Linked DNA regions of Sus scrofa: region 1 is linked to region 2. A link is a contact called in public Hi-C data. All regions are on one chromosome and are shown on one strand. Each heading gives the region's core, a stretch centred on a gene start, on an enhancer-like site or on the middle of the called end of the contact. The rest is flanking DNA. Distances are from core to core; before and after follow the strand shown.

Evidence for each region. Hi-C and Micro-C count contacts between places; a contact is called where the count stands out from the background.
Region 1: a Hi-C map of liver shows a contact between it and region 2, with 8 times the contacts expected there. The contact joins the promoter of C3H16orf72 here to the promoter of GSPT1 in region 2. A contact is called at or near these places in 1 of 5 promoter capture datasets (fetal liver) and 2 of 47 Hi-C or Micro-C datasets (heart right ventricle and liver).

The regions. Positions count from the first base shown.
Region 1 is chr3:33,653,637-33,656,723 of Sscrofa11.1, forward strand. It overlaps C3H16orf72 (UPF0472 protein C16orf72 homolog), which reads right to left and starts at 1,702. Exons shown (of 4, transcript XM_003354616.4): 1 at 1,010-1,702; 2 at 262-342. The coding sequence starts at 1,235.
Region 2 is chr3:31,235,773-31,238,472 of Sscrofa11.1, forward strand. GSPT1 (eukaryotic peptide chain release factor GTP-binding subunit ERF3A) reads left to right here and starts at 1,383. Exons shown (of 15, transcript XM_021086589.1): 1 at 1,383-2,078. The coding sequence starts at 1,721. It overlaps LOC102166437 (a long non-coding RNA gene), which reads right to left and starts at 1,594. Exons shown (of 2, transcript XR_002342422.1): 1 at 1,028-1,594.

The DNA of each region.
Region 1 (3,087 bases), core at 452-2,951, 2.4 Mb after region 2:
ATGACACCCACAAATGCCCCCAGACATTGCCAAATGTCGCCGAGGGGGGACAAATGCCCCCTAGCTGAGAATCGGCTATCTAGGTATATACCACCACCGGTATTCTCTAGTTGCAAGCTATTAATGGCTGGATTCAGGAGCAGAAAACACTCCTCGACCCGGGGCCAGGTCAAGGTGGCCAATGCCCTCGGAACGCCGTACTTATCCCCTGACTCAGGCTGCCCTTCCCCTTAGTCGGCAATGCAGCAAGGTTAGCGTTACCTTTGTAGAGGTTGGTGACAGCGGTGGCTGCGTTTTGGAAGGGGACCCAGAGAGAAAGTCCTGGCTGCTGACACACTCGGTCTGAAAGACGACAAAAAGAGAAAAAAAAAAAAAAAAAGAAAGAAAGAAATGCACAAAGACGGGGCGAGGGGGGAGGGGGGAGAGAGAGAGAAAGCAATGTTATTTGGGCGTCAATCACTCCGGAACGGCCATATTAGGTTTCGCCATTTTGTTCAAGGTTTTCGGGATCCCGCACTGGGTCGGGGGCCGGCAGGAAGGGGGTCGCGGCGGGCGGCCAGGGGGGGACGCGGGACGCGGGGCGCAGCCGGGGCCCAGGCGCGGCGGTGGGAGGCGCCCCCTCAAAGTCCCCGCCCCGAGACCGGCTCCGGCACAATAGGCCGCCCCGGAGCCTCCCTTCGCCATTTTGTGACCGGGGGCCCCTCCCCTCCCCTCACAGGCCCCGGGCGCCCGGCGGCCCGGCCCCAGAAGCGAGGGGCCCCCCGGGCGGCCCCCAACGCAGGAGCCCCCAGCGCCCGCCCCGGGCCACCCCCCGGGCGCCTCCCGACGGCCCGCCTCCCGCGACGCCATCTTGCGGGGAGGGGGCGGCAGGGCCGCGACGCGACGGCCGGAGCCTCGGAGACCGCCCAACCCCACCGCCAACCCCGGACTCTCCGCCGACCGCCCGACAGCCGGGCCCTAGGCGGCGGCGACGGGGGCGACGGCGCAAGATGGCGGCAGCAGCCCTCACCTTTGTAGAGCTGGGCCACGGCGGTGGCCGAGTTCTGGAAGAGGTGCCACAGTTTCTGCTGCTTGTGCTCGGGCTGCGCGGCGGCCGCCGCCTCCTCCTGCAGCTCGGGGGGCAGCTGCTCGTCCTGCTCCGCCTCGGCCAGGCACTGCCGCTCCCACTTGGAAAACCAGTGCTCGGGCCCGTGCTCCTGGATCTCGGCCTCGCCCTCCTCTTTCCGCTCCTCCATCCTCCGCGGCCTCCCGCGGCCTCGCCGCCGCCGCCGCGTCCTCCTCAGGCGGGGCTCCCGCGGGAGCGTCGTCGTCGAGCGGCCCGGTGGCGGGGCCCAGCGGCCGGCGGCGGCTCCTCGCGGCGACCCAGACCTCCTGCACCCCGACGGCCTGCGAGCCCCGCCCCGCGGCCCCGCGCTGTCCGGGACGACCCCCGCCCCGAGTCTCCCTACCCCCGGGCCCCGCCGAAGGTCGCCGCGGACCGGATGATCGCCGCCGCCCCTCGCCTCGCCGGCCTGAGCCGGTCTACCACCACGCCATAGCGCCGCGGCCTCTCTAGGGCCGCCGCCGCAGACCACCGAGACCTCCGCGAAGCCCGGCCTGCGCCACCGAGCCCACCCCGAAGACTGAGGAACGTCTTCGTCGTCGCCGCCGCCGTCGACGCCTCTGCGGCTGCTGGTCACCGCCCTCCCCCGCCCACATGCTGACTGGGGAAGCACCGCCCACTCGGCCCCGGCTCCCCTGCCCAGTTGGGGCGCGCCCACTCCGAGAGCCCCCATTGGTCCGATCCGACCGGTTCCGCGTGCCGTCCCCTGAATATAGAGCCGTGATTGGCTCGTAGGCCTGTCCGCCTGACGTAACCAGTGGGCGGGGGAAAGGGAGTGAAAGTCAGGAAGGATGAAGACTGGGACAGAGGGGAGGAGCTGACAGTGGTTGCGTCGGAGCCAACCGAGGTGGGGAGGATAGAGAAATGCGCATGCGCGCTAGTTGCAGCCGCAGCTGCCAGGCGGCGTGCGGGGGTCACGTGACCTGGCCCCGCGGCCGCACCCCGAGGGGGCTTTTCCGGCGCTTCCGAGGCCCCGGGGGACGCAAAGTCTAGTCCAGCTACTGGGCCCCTGGGACTGAGGGATGTAGTGGGTGACAGCCTCCTACGCCAGACTCTTGGGCTTCCAAAGAGAAGAGGGAAGTGAAGAAGGTGAATGAACTTGCGAAGCGAGTCTTCGTTTATTTCAGAGACCAATTTCCTAGATTAGCAAGTTGAGCCTTGGAGTCCACAAAAAAACTTCTAAGTGGCTAGGCCGGCGGGCCGCCACCACTCACGCGGCTCGCTTCTCGTTGCGTCCAGGGGGCTCTTGCGCCCGCCCCCCACCCTGACCCGTCCCTTGACTAGACCTCTGCGGCCGCGCAGCCGACTCACAAAGCCGAAAATAAACCTCGGCAGGAGAGCTGTGCCTCGGCCAGGCTGCGTCTGTGCCTTCGTGAAGTTGGCGGCCCCCGCACCTGTCCCAAAAAGCACACTCCTGGGCCATGTGCTGCAGCCTGCGTCACGCGCCAGCCCCCGCCTCCTCCGGCCGGGAATCCTCGTGGCCGCGCCAAGTGGGAGGCCGGGTTTCCAGGGGGTTAGTTCTGCGCCGATTTCTCAATCACCTGCCGTGTGCGATCTCCGCATCACCCGGGCTGCGCGCCTCCTGTGGACCAGGCGCCGAGCTGCGCGCTGTGGTCACCAGGCTGGGGACGTCCCAGGGGCTCAAGGTCTGGAGAGGAAGAAGCCACGTAAAGGGGCGATGACCGCACAGATGCAAAACTGGCCCTTAGACTCATACGCTGACGGCGGGGGTACGAGCCACGGGGGCTTGGATAAGTCCCAGGGGCTGCGAAAGCGCCCTTCTACAAAGCGGTTTGGCTGTAAAGCCATCACTTTTGGAAGAAAATCTGACCTCACTGTGGGCTACAAGTCCCGGCAGGATCTGGCCCCGCCGCCTCCTCTGCGTTCATCTGAACTCCACTCTCTGCTTGGCTAGGGCTGCCCAGCCACACTGCCCTTCTTTCTGCTTCGTCAGACCTCCAAGCTCTTCTCTGCTTCAAGGCCTT
Region 2 (2,700 bases), core at 133-2,632:
AACTTAAAGTCAGCCTTGTTATAATGGATGTCTCCGGTTTAATATTAATTTAATATTAAACCCAATTTCAAACCACTTTAGAATATGATTATGTTTTCAAAGGTAACAGACAGCTCTGTTGTGATTTGTCTCATTAGGCTGAGTTCTTTTATCTTTAAAATAGATGTTTAAAATTAATACCTAGATTTAGGTTTTGGAGCTTAACATAAGGTTTTTAAGAAATATCTTTGTGTGTTCTCTGTACAGACTGTACTCTGTAATTTCTAGCAGATAAATGACACTCTGCTAGACTGGCCCTCTGTCTAGACTTCTAGCAGGAAAATATCAACAATATGTTTTTCTCTGTTTTGGGCTCCGTAACGGTGAATTACAGGAGAACTTAACAGGTATTAAGAACAAGGCTATTTTCCCACTTCAAGCAGTTGGGTCTAGGTTTTTATCTTTCACTTTTTCTCTTTTCCTGGGTTTACCGAACCGCGACCTGGCCGCATGAGACGCAGTCAATAAAGTACTAAGGCAAAACCTGAGCAAATCCTACCCTTCAAAAGAAAACCACTTCACCTAAGGGTGCAAACGAAGTTGGACGCACAAAAATAACCCTGTTAGTTGGCTACATCATGGAATACGGCAATCCTCTGTTTGGTTTGCAAAGCCCTTGGCAGGGAGGAGGAAGGGATGGAAAAGTTTGGGTGAAGGCTTTATGACTAGTCATACAGGCAGTGAGTCATTGTAAGTTTCCAGTTAATAATCCCCTCTGCCGAGGCAGAGCCTGGGCCCGAGCGCTTTACAAGCCACTCTACAGTTCAAGTTGTCATGTCTCACGGTTTTATGGTCTCGTCCACCAAGTGAATACAAAAAATGAAAGACACCCCGCGTCGTCTTTGAAATGTGGGGCAAATTCTGGCTGGGGGCGGGGAGGAGGAAGGTGGAAAGAAAGAGAACAAGGTAGGGAGGCTGTGAGGCAGGGAACACAGAGGGCTGGTGAAAAGAGAAGGAATTTTCAGGAGTTGAAAGCTTTTCTTTCCACCTTAGATCTGCTGTCCGTTTTCCCGCGTCCAGTGCGGAAGGACAGAGCGGACACCCCCGTGGGCTGAGAGACCTGCAGTCCGCGGCCCCGCGAGAAGTCGCGCCAGGGCTCGCTCCTACCCCGGCCCCCACCCGGTGACAGGTGGGGCCGCTGAGAGGTGACCAAACCTCCGCCTTCTCGCGCTGCCTGCCGGGAGACGGCGCCGCTTCCGGTTGCTCCCGGCCCCGAACTCCGACTCCCGTCGGCCCCCGGGAAAACCGCAGCGGGGTCGCGCGGGTGCTGCCGGAACTCGTAGTTCCGCCTTCGCCGCGACTCGTAGCCGGAAACGGGGCCGGCCGGAGCCGAAAACTACCGAGGCGAAGGTACGGGTGGCGGCGAGGGGTCAATTCGCACCAGGCGTGGGGTTGGCGCTGAGGCGGTCGGAGGTGGTTGGAGGTGGTTGGGGTTGGGTGGGAGGAGATCTGCTAGCACACACGAGGAGGGTTGAGCCGTTGCTGCCGCCGCGGTCGTCGTTGCGAGTGCGAAGCCGGGATTAAAGGTGCTGCCGCGACGACGCCGGAGATTGTGTAGTTAGCTCTCCCAGCCTCTCTGCCTCGCAGCTTCCCGGGCTCAGCGCGGCCTGCTCCACCCCGGCCCATCGCCCCCGCCTCCATTTCCCGCCCTCTCTTCACCACACACACGGCCCCCCCGATCATGGATCCGGGCAGTGGTGGCGGCGGCGGTGGCGGAGGAGGTGGGAGCAGCAGCGGCAGCAGCAGCAGCGACTCGGCACCGGATTGCTGGGACCAGGCGGACATGGAAGCCCCCGGACCGGGACCGTGCGGCGGCGCCGGCGGCCCTTTGGCAGCGGCGGCGGCCGAGGCCCAGCGTGAGCACCTCAGCGCGGCCTTCAGCCGGCAACTCAACGTCAACGCCAAGCCCTTCGTGCCCAACGTCCACGCCGCGGAGTTCGTGCCGTCCTTCCTGCGGGGCCCGGCCCAGCCGTCAGCACCCCCAGCTGGCGCCGCCGCCAACAACCACGGAGCCGGCAGCGGCGCGGGAGGCCCTTCGGGTAAAAGGCCGGGACGCCGCTCTTTCCTGGGTTGCGGGAGGAAGCCGGGCGGGGAGGACAGGAGCAGCCGGCCTGGGAGCCTGAGCCCACCTGGGATGGGGATCGGAGTGGGGTCGGGAGCGCGCCAGGCCAGAGGCGCGTGGTCGTGGGGCCAGGCGGCACGTGGGGAGCTGACAGCGGCGCCGGCTGTCCTGGGTGGGGCGCCCCGGGGCCAGGGTGGCGGCCTGCGCAGGGTGGCGGCGGTGGAGGGCCGGGCGGGGTGGGAGCAGCGTGCGGGGCACACCACTGGGGCCGAAGGCCCGAGACCCGCGGCCGGCCTCTTTTTCCGTGGGGCCCCACTTCCCCGCTGGAAGTGGGGACCGTATGGGACGGAGGGGGACCGCCGCTGGACAGTGCCACGAGGCCTAGAAATGAGGACAGATGGAGCCTAGGGTCGGTCGGGTGGTTGTCGAGAGCGCTGAGGGCTTGGGGAGGACGAATGCTGGAGTTTTCCCTTCACCTCGGTCTAGACGAGAGAGCGTCTCGCCGCGATTTCTGTTATTGAAACTGTAATTACGTTTTAAATATCTATGGCACGGAACCATCCTGAAGGAATCCCAGGATGCATTGCAGTCTTGCGATC